Linked DNA regions of Ovis canadensis: region 2 is linked to region 1. The links are chromatin contacts, called in public Hi-C maps. All regions are on one chromosome and are shown on one strand. The core of a region is the stretch at or near the end of the contact, and the rest is flanking DNA. Distances in the headings are between cores, read along the strand shown.

Evidence for each region. A called contact is a pair of places that touch in the nucleus more often than the background predicts.
Region 2: a Hi-C map of fibroblasts shows a contact between it and region 1, with 16 times the contacts expected there. The contact joins two enhancer-like sites. A contact is called at or near these places in 2 of 2 Hi-C or Micro-C datasets (fibroblasts and lung).

The regions. Positions count from the first base shown.
Region 1 is chr3:139,225,467-139,233,138 of ARS-UI_OviCan_v2, forward strand. No RefSeq gene overlaps it. Among named protein-coding and RNA genes, the nearest start is that of KRT78, 16 kb to the right of the region's middle. Within about 2 kb of position 3,830, the one cell type or tissue checked has open chromatin away from gene starts, as enhancers often do. A contact at or near this core is called in fibroblasts, where this site is marked.
Region 2 is chr3:139,917,032-139,924,703 of ARS-UI_OviCan_v2, forward strand. No RefSeq gene overlaps it. Among named protein-coding and RNA genes, the nearest start is that of KRT80, 30 kb to the left of the region's middle. Within about 2 kb of position 5,005, the one cell type or tissue checked has open chromatin away from gene starts, as enhancers often do. A contact at or near this core is called in fibroblasts, where this site is marked.

The DNA of each region.
Region 1 (7,672 bases), core at 2,580-5,079:
TGAATCCTGACTTGTCTGAGACTGGGCTCTAGGCTCCCCTGCATTCCAACCCATGGCTCTTTTCTTTGCATTGAATTCTGCCCCCCTAGCCTCTATGCCCCAGCAGATGGTGAGCTTGGTGAGTCTGCCTGGAATGCCTCTCGTATCCCTGTTCCTGGCAGGAAGGCCTGACCAGCATTCCTTCTCCCTGCTCCCAGCGGCAGCCTCACCATCACAGAAGACCTGCAGGGAGCTGGCCACGTGTGTGCATATGTATGCATGTGTGTGTGTGTGTGTGCGCGCGTGCTCATATGTGTGCATGGTAAGTGCACATACAGAGGGCCTCAGGCGGCAGAGGCCAGACTAATCCACATGGGAGGTGACATGTGTGCAGGCGCAGACAGGCACAGACAGGCCTTTCACATCAACCCAGAGAGACAGAGCTCTGTATGCAGTGTATGCAGTGTGGGGTCTACTGAAAAAAAAAAATTCTTTCATTGACGTACATAAACACATACACACAAGAAGCACTCACATCAAAAGATCCCATGGGCCACAATGAGGCCTGGTACAGCCAAATAAATAAATAAGAAGACACAATTTTTAGAAGTGTACAGCTTGACGGGTTTTCACAGGCTAAACACACCATGCTACCAGCGCCAGATGAGGAAAGTGCAGGGCAAGCACTGGAGGCCACGTGGGGCCTTTTTAGAGGCCTGTGCCTTGACTCTGAAGATGGGGTCTCCAGAGGGCGGAGGAGGAATCTTGGGGGAGGTTCTGACTTTTGCCTGTCTCCCCAAGGGGCCAGACTTGGGAGGGCATGGCTGCTGGGGTGACATCCGCCCCAGACAGGCTTGTCATAGCTCCAACATACAGACAGAACAAGAATTAATGAAATCCACCTCAATGTCCTAGAACTGCAAACACAAGGAGGGTACAAAGACCTGCCCCCTAAAACCAGCACTCCCAGGATGGAACTGGCTTGATTGTGTCTGGGACAATTATAAATGCCCAGGGACGCTGTGCAGGTCTGAGTGACTGGACATGCACAGGGACACTGTTTCCCACTGTATATTTTACAGAGACTGCATGGAACCCTGTGTGTGGTGGGGGTTTGCTGTGTCTGGTAATGTTGGGGCACTGGGTGTGACAGGCTGGGAGTGGGTGGCTGGGTGGCTGTGCATGCAGGGCTGCGTATGTGGGGCTGTGAGAAGGGCTGGTTGTGTCTGCATGCTGGGGAGCCTGTGTTTGGGCACAGATGTCTATGGGTGAGGGGACAGCGCCGGGAGAGCTGTAACTCTACCCAGAGGTCGATGGAGAAGGAGAAGGGACAGTGGGTGGTGGTGGTGGAAGGCTGCCAATGGACTGTTCCTTTTCCCAAGGGTCTTGCCAGTGGGCCCCTTCTCCTGGCTCCCAGCTCTGGGGGTCAGTCGCCCTGCCCACCGCCTGCACTAACAAGCTAGGTGGAACCCAGGCTGTGGCCCAGATGCTGAGGTGGCAGGCAGGCCTGGGAGGAGGGGGTGGGGCCAGCGACATGCCAGAGCGGCAGCCAGCAGCATGGGGCACCCTGCCCTGTGCTGAGCTGGCAGCTGGCGCTGGGAGCAGGCGGGGCCCCACCCAAGCAGGCCAGGGCAGGCAGGGCAGGGTCTGTCTTGGGCCAGGGAGGGGATAGAGCTGATGGGGCAAGCCTGGACCTTGTCTGGCCAAGAAGGAAGGTTGAGGGGCAGCTGAGAGGATTCCTTTTGTGCTGAGGGCAGAGTGTCCGTGCCTGCTTAGTCTTATGGGTGCCTGTGTGACTGATTTGCTTATGCATCTGTTTTTCTCTCTTTAAAAAAATACTTATTTTTAATTGAAGGATCATTGCTTTGGTTTCTGCCATACATCAGCATGAATCAGCCATAGGTATACATATGTCCCCTCCGTCTTGAACCTCCCTCCAGCCTCCCATCTTTTCCCACTCCTCTAGGTTGTTACAGAGCCTCAGTTTGAGTTTCCTGATTCAGCAAATTTCTCTCTTGTATGCATGGATCCATGGGCCTGTGTGAGGGCCACAGGTGGTTCTGTGTGTGTGACTGGCACCCAGGCATGTTTGTGTGAGGGTCTTGCACAGATGTGTTTATGGGAAGGCTGTGGCCCCTTTTGGAAAGATGCACGTGACTTCTGTAGGTCACGTCTGTGGCAGACAACTGCCTCAGTCAATGCAGGCTTTCTCCAAGGCTACATGTGTGTGCAGGTCTCTCTGTGTGTATGTGAGTAGTTCAGGTCTTGGGTCTGGAGAGCAGAGGGCCAGTGGTTGGTAGTGGCCTGTCCAGGGTAGGTGGTGTGGGGACGGGGAGGGTCTGGGTTTCCTGAACTGGAGCTTGGCTAGGCTCTGGGACCAATCTGTTCCTGCAACAAATTCATGTGTTCTTCCCACTCCACCATTACTCCTGCTTTAAAGGTTCTGATAGTGTGTGTGTGACGACCCACAAACCAATGCAACTCTGTGTAACCAGTCCACTGATCCATTACAATATGCTTGTGTTTGTAACAATCCTAAAGACCATGTGTGCACCATGTGAAACATGCATGTGTAAGTGTGATACACTCCTACGTGTGTCTGTGTTTCTGTGTGTGACGACCTCACAAGCCACTGGATATGTGCCTTGGTGTGTGTGGGTCCCACGGTCACCGTGCACGTACGGTCGCTTCTCAGCCCTGGGACCTGGCACATACCTCCTGTTGCCTCCTGAAAAGCCCACATGTGCTGACACTCAGCTTCTTTCTGCTCCTTACCCCACCCCTTCTCAGCCCTCAGGGATCCTTCCTGGAGACAGGAACCCTGGGTGGTGAAGTTGAGAACTGGGCCTCCTGCGGAGTCGGCTGTTTGCCTCCCAAGTGTGCTTTAGTGTCATGGGGCCAAACAGAGGCCATACCAGCTAGGAGCTCAGGGGGCGGCCACGGCCAGGGCCAGTGGGAAGAGCACATGGCAGAACTGGGTTCAAATTCAGACTCACACACCACACCTGTAGGACCTTGGGCAAGCCATGCTCTATGCCTCAGTTTCTCCTGTTTATTTCTGGAGTTGCTCTGACAAGCAACAGGTGAACAGGATGCTCCCGGCAGTAGGTTAACAGACACAGGAGTCTCTGGACAAATGTGGATCCTCTTCAGTGTAAGGGATCACTCTGAGAACACTTGAAGATCACCCTGAGATCTTGCAGGAAAGAGCCACAGGGGTTGGAGAAGGTGTCTGGAGCCTGGTCTCGAGGTAGCATCTGAGATCTGACCGTCAGGGGCCCTGCAGTGTGGAGATGAGCAAAGCCATGGCTGGAGAACTCTCCAAACATGCAGCCCCCGCCAGGGCCCCCACGGCCCCGCCTGTCTGAGAGCGCCTTGGGCCTTGCACCCCTCTCGGAGAGTGGCATTGAGGGGGCACCCATAAGCTGTGTGGAGGGGCCTGTGGAAATGATCTTGAAATGGTGGTCATAGAATGATACCCACAAAAAGTCAACTTGCAGGCTCCAAAAGACCACCGTCCATTAGCTGAACCCACAAAGATCCAGGTGAGGAAGACACCCTCAAAAAGAGAGGACATAGCCTCCCATTTCAGAGGGACAGAAATCCCCAGCACCCCAACAACGACCCTTGAAGACCGCACACCAGACATCCTTCCCCTCCAGAGGGCCCCGATTCTTCCAGAAGGGTGGACACGCATTCCCCACCCCCTCGCCCCTGGGGGGGACGCGCAGAGGGCGGCAGGCAGGCCCCGCGCCCCCTGCTGAGTCAGGCTGTCCCAGCTTAGCCGGCGGGTGTTCGGTGGCAGCCGCTGGGCGCCAGTCCAGCTCCAGGGGTGGGGCGGAGGGTGAGTCACAGAGCGGCCTCCGGAGCCGCCCAGGCCGCTCCCCCCCCACCTCTCCCGTGGGAGCGCGAGGGCTCAGCCAATCGGCGGCCGCCACCCGGCCTGGCGCTCCGGCCCCGCCCCCCGCCGTGGGCCGCCGGCCTCTAGGTTCCCAGGCCCCCCCCCTCGCCCCCGTCGCAGGTGGCCCGATGGAGCCCCCGACCTGGCACCCGGCCAGAAGGAGCCCGTGGTCCCTGCCTGGGGAACGAGGTGCAGAAGACGGAGCACGGGGCTCTCAGGGAACAGAGCTCCCAGCCAGGAAGTCTCAGTCCCTCCCCTGGGGTCCCCCTCTCTGCCATTTCCACCTGCTGGTTAGGGGCAGGAGTGACTCTGTCAGTGACGGCGATGGGGTGGGAGTTGTTTTTCAGTCGCTCAGTCGTGTTCTTTTTGAGACCCCATGGGGTGCGGATGGGGTGGCGAAATGGCCTCCTCTGGCGGCCCTGTGAGCTCTCCCCAGATTGTCCCCTCCTTGAAGGGACTAGATTGGCTTTGTGTTTGGGGTCTGGTACTGTGCTGGCCCACATTGGCACAGTCTTGATGGCAAAAGTTCTCTGGCCAGAGTCAGCCACATCACAAGCTCTGTTTTCTGCTTCAGACATGACAGTCACTGTTCTCAGGTTGTCCTTCCTAAGACTCTGGTGATCCCAGCTACTGAGCCCCACCTGGCCAGGGCCCAGGCTTGATCCAGACACACAGGCAGGTATGCACAGACTCCCCTGAGCACTTAGAGGTTATGTGGACACACAGACAGACCTGTCCAGATCCTCACGTACATGTAACACAGAGACATTTTCAGCACAATAGGCAAGCATCACAGCTCTGTTCCTTTCTACTTTCCTGACTTTGAGTCTGTCATCAGATTTTTCCAACTGTTTACCTGTAAAATGGGGATAGCTAGAATCCCTTCCTTACAGGGAGGATTCAAGGAAAAAAAAAACAAAACACCTAGAGAGTGCCTGATACATTGTAATAACTCAATAAACATAGCTATAATGATCTCCCAGACCCACAAGAATATATCCTCACAAGCACACTCATAGACCCACACCAATATACACACACACACACACACCAAACTTCAGACATCAATACATAGGCAAGCACCAGGTGTGCTTGCATATAGAAACACAAACAGCCACCCCCGTGCCCCCACTGCCGCCCCCAGAAAAACAGCAACCTCCGCAACAACCATAAAAGCAAGTTTTACTGCCCAGGGTGTGATGGGAACAGCCAGCCCAGCTGGGCGGGGGGCGGAGGCCTCAGCGTCGGGCGGTGCCCGCCCTGCTCAGGCTCCCACTCAGCCCCAGGGAGAGGACGCTTTCATTCTTCCAACACGCCCCTCTCTGCCCTGAGAACAGTCACCTCATCCTGTCTCCACTGTCACCTGAAATCAGGCTCCACTTTCTGGCAACACTCTGAGCCCCAGGGTGGGGGACCCCAGGGATTTGTGGGGTCGGTGGGGGGCATGGTGGCCTGGCTCTCTGGGGAGGGGTTGAGGGCCGGCAGGGTGGCCCTGTCCCCACCACTTCTCTGGGTTGGTGGACCCTGGAGGGTAGTGGTTTGTGAGCATTTGGCTGCTGGGCCCTGGAAGCAGCCAGAAGGGGAACATCTGGAGCTGGGAATACCCCTCTGGGCTTAGATTCCCCTGGACCCTGGACAGCTCTCAGGAAGCTTCTACTATTTATTTTTGTCGTGATAAGAATGCTTAACCTGAGATCTACCCTCTTACATTTTACCTGTACAACATAGTATTGCTGCATGCTCCATGTTGAAGCATCTAGAACTTACTCATCTAGAAATTGGACCACCTTCTACTTCGTCTTGTGCTCCGCATCCCCAGCTCTTGCTGGACCCTCAGCTGTCCCCAGAGGTGGGGACATTTGTGAGTGGTTCTTCGGGTCTCAGGGAAAGCTAGAGGGAATGCTGCCTCCAGCTCTTTTGTGAGAAACCGTGGCCACAGCAAACTGGTCTTCTACTTTAAGCAGGTTCTCTTTGCCTTCCAGTCCCCTCTCTCCATTAACACACAAGGATACCGGATACTCCCGGTAGCATAAGCTGTCAGAGCTGAAAGGGCACCCCAAGGTTACTGACACAGACCCAAGACGGAGGGCCCCGGGTCTGAGGTCGCACTGTGAGTGTGTAGAGGCAGCAGCGGGACTGACCCAGGGCTCCTGTCTCCTCGTGCAGAAAGGCCCGAGTCTCAATGCTGGCGGTACCCCTCCTTCCCAGTCTCCCTTGTTTCACAGGGCTGTGCCCTTCCTGCATGCCATCTGATCCTAGGAGCTGGGAAGGGGACTCAGGCTGTGTCCTCAGGGACTCCAGCCTGATGGGGAGGAGGGTGTCAGATCCAGGGAACAGAGAGGCTCATGCTATACATGGGACCTGAACACACCAGACCAGAAGGTCTCACAGACTTGCGGAGGTTATCAGGCAGTTGCCCAGAGGAGGGTTTTGAGGGAGAAGAAGAATGTGGGCAGGTCCAGCGGGGGTGTCCTCTGGACCGTGGGAGTGGGGGTCTTGAGGGAGGTTGGACAGGCTTGCTCTGTTGCCTGCATGGAGTAAACCTCTGCTTCCCACTGTGGGGACTAGATTGTGGGGGTTGCCATGAGATACCAGGTGACTCTGCTTTAATGTTGCAAATGACCAAAGGGAGGCCAGAAAGTCTTGCAAGGACTGGATGTGGTTGTAATGACCTGTAATGTAACCTCCAGGGCGGGGACACTGGTCACCCTCAGAGACTGGTCTCCCTTGGAGTGGGGATTGGGGGGGAAGAGGATGATTTCAATAATGTCTTGCCAACCTTCACTTGCCCACAACCCAGCCCAAGCTTCCTAGAGACCAGCTGGCCCTCGAGTGTGGCCATGTCCTGACAATGGGTGCCCAGAGGACTAGGAAGACTTCTCAAATGCCCTGGCCTGCAACAGACCCTTTTCTTTCCTGCTTTCAGATTTCCTGCCCCCTTTTGCCCTCCAGGGCTGGGATGAGCCAGAAGGGTGGGGATCCCAGTTGCCAAGATCCAATTTTGCTGGCTGGGAGTTTTTCAGGTGCTAATTAAAAGGAGCCACCCAGAGAGAATGACCTCACTTGTTCACACACACACCCTGCGCCCTGCCCTTTCTTCTGCCCCCATTCACACGCCCAGCCAAGGCCAGGGCGGCCGGCAAGGGAGCCCCACAGGGAAAGCAGGATTGTGAGCCTGTGTGGCTGTCAACAAGCAAACTGCAGGCTCAGAGCATTTTTGACATTTTTTTCCTCCTAGTCAAATGGTGCAGTCTCAGCATTTCCCCTGTTCCCCTCCCAGATGAACTGGATGGGGAGGGGCCCGTGAGGGCACCACTGTGGGGAAACACTGAGGCCTAGCTTCAGTCCAGCTAGCTGCAGCCCTGGTGGGTGGGGGGCAGTGGGGCTCTTGGTGGGCTCACCTTCAGTACAGGCAGTGAAGGCTTCTCCCTTCACAGTCCTCTCTGCTCTCTAAATTCTTCCAAAGATAAAACCACAATCCCTTCCATTCTGGGCTGCAGGATGGGAGCATCATGCCCGAGGTGGGCACTGGCACAGAAACAGCGGTATCTTAGGAGAGGTGTTGGAGTGTTGCCGAGAACTCCCAAAGGTTCCTGCGTTGGTGCTTGCTACAATCCCCATGGACCCCTTGGTCTCGGCTAGTTGGGAGGAGGCATGCGAGTTTCTGGATTCTGTCAGGATCGGGGCATGGTGCGGGGGTCTGCCCCCGACTCCAGGTGCCGGGGAGCGGCGCTGCACGTGGGAGGCCAAGGGGCTGGGCGGCCGCGCCCCGCGAGGAGCTGGGCGGAGCCG
Region 2 (7,672 bases), core at 3,755-6,254, 690 kb after region 1:
ACGGATAGAACCAAAGATACCCAGGCAAAGCTCAAGACCTCAGCACTGGGGGACTCAGTCAAAGAGGGCTTCCTGGAGGAGGGAGTATCTGGGCTGGAAGAAGGGAGTGGAAATGGCCTGGGGGAGGAAGTAGAGCAGATTGCTCAGCCTCTGGCCAGGGCAGAGAGCAGGCCGTAAGTGCCAGGCTGAGCAGAGGAATGAGGAAAACCATGGGTGCATGAGTCGTAACGGGGGGTAACCCCTGCAACACGCAGTAACCCCCTGTAACCAGGAGATAAGCCAACAGGTGCAGGCACCGTCTTTTATTCAGTTGTGCATCCTGGCATCTAGCAGGGTGCTGAGCACTCAGTCAGAGCTTGCTAAATGCCGAATAAATGAATGAAGTCATGAATGGCAGATGACTACAGCTACTGAGGGATGCAAGACTGACTCACTGTGGAGGACTTTATGAGCATCTGCCATGTGCTGCCCCTGTATTGGGGACAGCAGGGAAGAGTGGGGTACAAATGGGGTATAGAGGTGTCCTTGCCCTCCAGGGAATTCCCGTTTCTGCCCAGGATCCAACTCATGGTCCCCTGTAGTGCCCAAGTCCCCTCTGTTGTGGCCAACCATGTGATCTCTGTGGGACCCTTGGCAAGGCATTGTCCCCTCTCTGGGGTTGATTCTTCACCTGCAGAATAAAGGAGCAGATGAGTGCTCCAGCAGGTCAGCCCCTTCATGATCCCCTTCTGCTCATCCCTTCCCTACTCATCTCAATTCCCTGGGCAAGACGCCCTCCTTGGAGGCAGCAGGAGAGGAATTGAGACATGGCGAGTAGAGCAAATCCTAGTTCTTGCTGCGTGATCTTGGGCAACCTCTGGGAGACTGAGTACCTACCTCATAAATCTGGTGTGAAGTTTTAAAGAGATGACGCATGATAAAAGAACGGTGCCTGACACATGCTAAATGCTTTAAAATAAAAATAATAGTGTTAGGGGAAGTATGACACTGCCCACCCTGGCCAGGCACCACAGTAACCACTGGTATGAGTTATTTTACTACCAGAGATCTTGGTAAGAAACACAGAATTAACAAGCCACCACAGACCAGAAGAATTTGGGAAAGGTCAAGAGGAGACAGGAGAGACTCCAGTCCACATGTTCTCCCAGAATCCTTCTGGGAGAAGGTCCTTCTGGGACCTATCTTGACTGAGCGATATATGGGCCACCAGGAAGGACCCTGAGTCACAGTGACTGGTGAAAGGCAACCTGGAAAATAATCCAATCACCATAAAACCCGAGATTTCGAGCTGCATGGCAGAGCAGTCCTCTGGGGTTCCCTTACCCTCCTCCGCATCCTGGCCGGCCACCCTTCCCAATAAATCCCCTTGCTGCGTCAGCTCATGTGTGTCTCCTTGGACAGTTCGTTTCCTAGTGTTAGACGAGAGCTGACTCTAGGGCCCGGAAAGGGGTCCCCCTTTCCTGTAACAATAGCAAATATGCTAATTGTGAGAGCCTTTCCCTTAGCCCACTGGAACTGGAACTCGGCCAGGAATGGTTAGGCGAGGGTCTGCACATCGGCCCAGCCTCACCTGCATCTCCCTCCCCTACTCCCAACCCCTCCAAGAAGAGGCCAGGGCTCAGAGATCTGTTTGGGGGCACTGGGGATTAGAGAAGGGAAGGGAAGTTACCCAACCCGGTTCCCTGGGAAAGCTGACCGGCCAAGTTAACACTAGGGGAAAGGTCGGCCGCCAGCTTGCGCGCACCTCAGCAACCACTGCCCTCTACTGGCCGCGGCAAGATCAGCACGTCTAAGGAGCGGGAGCCATTCGCAGAGGCTTCCCTCCCCCAGGGAGGGTGGGGCGGGAAGAAGGGAGACGTGACTCCGTTTCCAAGCCGATACTTAAACCAAATGTCAGGCTCCCAGGGCTAAATCCTCCGAGCTGGGGCCACAAACTAAGCCATCTCTTCTCTTCGCTGCCACTCCCTCAATCATCACCCACAAGGGCAGGCTTCCACTGAGGGGCTCACAGCTCACACGCCCCAGAGACCCTGACCGCAGCTGGAATACTCACCCCCTAGGTCTGGCTCCTTCTCGTTTGTCGACTCAAACATCACCTCCTCAGAAAGCCCTGCCCGTTGAAAATAGCCCCTAGCCCCTACTGCCTCCACACTACTTTTCATTTTCTATTTCGTTATTTCCCTGCCTTGTGCTCTTCCTAGTGTTTAGCACAACCTGCTTTGTCTTGTTGATTTTCCTTTTTTTAATGCATCAGCTGGGATTCTTTCTGGTCAGGAAACCAGACTAGGCATTTCAAGGACAGGATTCAATGCAAAGAGCTGAAAGTGTATGTACTGAAGGGGTAAAGAATAAAGCAAGAAAGCTGAAGTACAGTAAGTCCCTGCCATTTGTTTGTATACGAGTTCCATTCCAAGACTAGCTTCATCAGTCCAGTTTGTTCGTAAGGCCAGCTGCACTTAGCTGAGCCTAGTTACTCAACTAACACAATTGGCTATATAATACTGCACTCTAATAGGTTTATAATACTTTTCACACTAACAATACATACATCCAAAACAAGCCAAACAAAATAAAAAGTATATATTTAATCTTACAGTACAGTACCTTGAAAAATACAGTAGTACAGTACCACAGCTGGCATACAGGGACAAGCACGCATGTTTGCGTCTTTTGAAAGTCTACAACTTGAAGGTTCATATGTAGGGGACTTACTGTTGTTGTCTAGACACTCAGTCGTGCCCGACTTTTTGCAACCCCATAGACTATAGCCCGCCAGGCTCCTCTGTCCATGGGATTCTCCAGGCAAGAATACTGGAGTGGGTTGCCATTTCCTTCTAGAGATAAGTTTCCATTTCCTTATCTAGAGATAAGAGATAAACACAGATTCAACATCATCCCTTGGGCTGAAAGGTTGGCCTTACTCAAACCCAAGAGTTCAAGTGAGGGCCCCAGAGGCTGGTTCTTGGACATGGGGCAGGGAATGGACGGGTGACATGTTTCCCTTCTACTGGGAACAGTTGGAACTTAAAGACCAGGCTACTGTTCTGACAAGGTGGCCAGGGCCCATGTTGGCTTCCAGAAGGTGTACTGCACGTGTGACCCGGTGGAGAATGTGTAACCCTACAAGCCCCCTGCTGGGAACCCTCTGTTCAGAAACACAGACATTTCCCCAAAATAAACAAGTGAGACACATCAAACTAAAAAGTTTCTGCACAGCAAAAAAAAACCATCCACAAAATGAAAAGGCAACTTACAGAATGAGAGAAAATACTTGCAAATCATATCTTTGTTAAGAAGTTAATATCTGAATTATCAATATATAAAGAATTCACATAAACTCAATAGCAGATAATAGCAATAACTAAGAAGGACCTACTATATAGCACAGCGAACTCTACTCAATACTCTCTGATGGCATATAAGGAAAAAGAATCTTAAAAAGAGTGGATGTCTGTATATGTATAACAGATTCACTTTGCTGTACACCTGAAATTAACACAGCATTGTAAATCAACTATACCCCAATCTGATTTTTTATTAGCAAATAACACCAATAATAATCCAATTAAAAATGAGCAGGGGAACTGAATAGACACTTTTCCAAAGAAAACATTCAGATGGCCAACAGGCACATGAAAAGATGTTCAGCATCACTCATCATCAGGGAAACGCAAATCAAAACCACAGTGAGGTAGCGTCTCACACCTGCCTGAATGGCTATCATCAGAAAGACGGCAAGTGTTGGTAAGGAAGTGGAGAAAAAGGAAAGCTTGTGCATTGTCGGTGAGAATGTAAATTGGCGCAGCCACTGTAGAAAACAGTTTGGAAGTTTCTCCAAAATTAAAAATAGACCTTCCACATGATCCACTTCTGGGTATGTATCTGAAGGAAACAAAATCACTATCTTGAAGAGATATCTGCAGTTCAGACAACTTTCTTCCAGTCATGATACGGAAATAACCTACTGCAGAGATAAAGTTGTGGTATATATACTAAGCCATAGAAAGAAGGAAATCCTGCCATCTGTAACAACATGGATGAACCATGAGGATATTGTACTGAGAGAAGGAAGTCAGACAGAGAAGGACAGATTCTGCATGATCTCGCTCATGTGAGGAATTCAAGAAAACCAGACTCACCAAAACAGAGACTAGACTGGTGGTTGGTAGAGATGGGAGGTAGGTGAGGAAGAACAGAAAGGAAGAAGGAAGGAAGGAAAGGAAGAAAACACCAAAGAAAATATTGCTGTATTTTTGTAATTAATTTTTTTCAAAGGGAGAGACCTGCATCGCCCTGTTTCAACTAAGGCGTGTTTGGTGGATATTACCATAGCCACTCAACTTCCGTTCCAAAAAGAGCAAGAAAGAACCAAAACACTCCTGCCTTCTCCTCCTCCCCACCCCCAGGTTTGTGGCAGCTGCGATTCAGCTGAGGCCTAAAAGTCAGGCACCTCCCTGCCATCAGCCCCTGTCACCAAGAGATGCGTGCCACTCAGACCCAGCTCTCAACACTCACTTGATAAATATTTTATTGACACCTCGTGTACCACACATGTTTTAGGCTCTGAGAAGACAGCGTAAACAAATCTGCCCAAATCCCTGCTCACATGGAGTTTACATTTTCATGGGGAGAGACAGATAAGAAAGAAATATATTATAAAAGATACAGGTGGCCAGATGGAAATGATAAATGCTATGAAGAAAAACTGGGCTTCTCTGGGGGCTCAGCGGTAAAAAATCCACCTGCCAATGCAGGAGACGTGAGTTCCATCCCTGGGTCAGGAAGATCCCCTGGAGAAGGACATGGCGACCCACTCCAGTATTCTTGCCTGGGAAACCCCATGGACAGAGGAGCCTGGCAGGGTCACAAAGAGTCAAACACAACTTAGCAACTACATAACAACAACAACATGGAGGAAAATTAAGTGGAAATGTGCATAGGAAATGTTGCGGGTGGGGTGAGTCATAGGAGATTAAGAAATGCCTCAGTGAGAAGGGGACATTTCATCAGAACCCACATGGGGTGAAGCAGGGAGCCGCATGGATGCCTGGGAACAGCAAGGGCAAAGGCTCTGAGGCAGGACCTGCCTGGCATATTTGAGGACCTGCAAGGAAGCCACTGAGGAGGCGGCAGTGGAGGGACGGGGGGGTAGAATGAGAGGAGACTGGTCAAGCTGGGGGCCAGGCTGTGCCCGGCCTCGAGGGCATTACTAGACTCTAGCCTCCACTGAGTCAGATGGAGAGTTTGAAGCAGAGAGTCGGATTCTGACTTCTCTGGTCAGAGACAGAGGACCAGAGCAGAACAGTAAGATCTGGAATCTTCCCAGCCTGGTATTTGACAAGAAATAAGAGAATTTTCAATATCAACCTTTGTGTTTTGTCATTACTTCCCTGGCAGCTCAGCTGGTAAAGAATCCGCGTACAATGCAAAAGACCTGGGTTCAATCCCTAGATTGGGAAGATCCCCTGGAGAAGGGAAAGGTTACCCACTCTAGTATTCTGGCCTGGAGAATTCCATGGACTATTCCAGGGACTATTCCATGGGGTCACAGAGAGTTGGACATGACTGAGCGACTTTCACTTTCTTTCCATTTTGGAGAATCAAAGGACAAGCCATAGGATGCCTGTGCCCACTGGAACCTAAGCTCCTGGAGGCAGGTGCTACCCCACGCGACAGTGCTCATCACTGTACCCAGAGGGTCTCACAAAGGGCCAGGCACTCAGCAAGTGCTCATTTGAGATCTATAGAAGAAATGTGCAGGTCTGCCACAAGGGAGACTGGCGATTTGTATTAAGCTCCATGGCCATTGTGTTAAGGCCGGTGCTGGGCACCTAGCAGACACTGCCCCCTTTCCATTAGAGCTTGAGCGCCCTGCCTAGGGTCCCCGTGAAGCCCAGTTGGATCAGACAGCCAATCTGAGTCCAGGGCTCTTGCCCCCTCCTCACTGCCACAGAGGCCCAGCACTCCCTGTCAGGCCAGGGGTCACTCCCACCTCCCTCTGGCTCACCCGGGGGCCTCAAACACCAGCCCAGAAGGCGCCAGACTTGGGAGGGGGCATCCTGTGCCTATCCTCCTGAGGGTCGTGATTCTATTGGGGGCGGGGAGAGGCAGATCCTTCATGAAGAGGGTGTATATCTGTCCCTCTTTGGAACTGTTCCTCCTGGCACAAAGTCGGTGCTCTCCCTCTCACTGCCCCCTCCCGCTTCAGGTGAGTCCTACCTGTGTTTCAGTCCCGCCCTGCTAGTACCCATCCCCCTCGGGGCGCGCCTCGCATCTCCATCCGCGGACCCCGAGCGCCCCCTGCCGACCGCTGCTCCGCCTGCACGTCCGCGGCTCAGAGGCCCGAGGGCGTCAGTGCAGGGGCGGTGTAGTGGTCAGTTCCTGGGGCTGGGGTTGGGCCTCAGCCCTTCTCCCCCACACCCAGCAGGCACAGGGGAGTCCCATCTTAGCTTGAGGGGGGATTGCCTGGCACGCACAGTATGGAGACAGGGCACAGGCCTCACAGGCCCCTCCTCCCGGCCCTGGGACTCTCCTGCAGGGCCCCTGGAGCATCTTCCTGGGTAGTAGGGGGCTGAGCCTTGAGAGAGCAGGGTAGAGAAGGCCAGCAGGGAGGTACAGGACAGGGGCTCCCCAGGCCAGCCCACAGAGGGTCTTCTGCCCTCCCTGGGACTGAAGAAAATCCAGGCTGGTCCCCACCCACCAGCCTTAATCCCTCTTATCGCCCGTCTTCCTCATATCCAACCCCTATCCCTATCAATCCTGTCCCTCCCCAAAATGGCTTTCCTTCCAAATCCCCAGACGACGTAGTGCCATCAACAAGGCCATGGTGCATCCCCTCTTTTTTTTTTTTTTTAACTATTTATTTATTTGCTGGTCCCAGGTCCTAGTTGCAGCATGCGGGATCTTTTAGCTGCAGCATGCAAAATCTTAGTCATGGCATACAGGATCTAGTTCCCTGTTTGTTGTTGTTGATATTTAGTCACTAATTGTGTCTGCCACTTTTGCAACACTATGGACTGTAGCCCACCAGGTTCCTCTGTCTGTGGGATTTCCCAGGCAAGAATACTGGCATGGACTGCCATTTCCTTCTCCAGGGGAGCTTCCTGACCCAGGGATGGAACCTGCGCCTCCTTCATTGACAAGTGGATTCTTTACAGCTGAGCCACCAGGAAAGCTACTTCCCTGACCAGGGATCAACCCAGGCCCCCTGCATGGGGAGTGAAGATTCTTAGCCACTGGACCACCAGGGAAGTCCCACGCATCCCATCTTGGCACTGAGTCAGGAGCCTGAGAAGGGGACACAAGGTGGGTGAGCAGGAGGGCAAGGTCAGCCTTTGGAGAGGACCTCATATGTGCAGGCTCACGGCTGTGTGCAGATGTGAACACAGGTACATAGCATGTGCGTGTGTGCACACGTGTGTATAAGTGAACACATATGCACAGATATGCCTGTGTGTACATATGTGAGTCACATGCTCACACATATGCATTGCGCGCACACCTCCATGACTAGGCACAGGTATCCATGCCTATACCTATCCATAGGTGCAGAGAGATAGCATCCTTACATAGACTGATACAGGTCTGCCATCAAAGCCCACATCTGCACACATAGGCACACACACCTCCCTCATGGGCACACGTGTCTCCACATGCCTGGGGGAAAACTAGA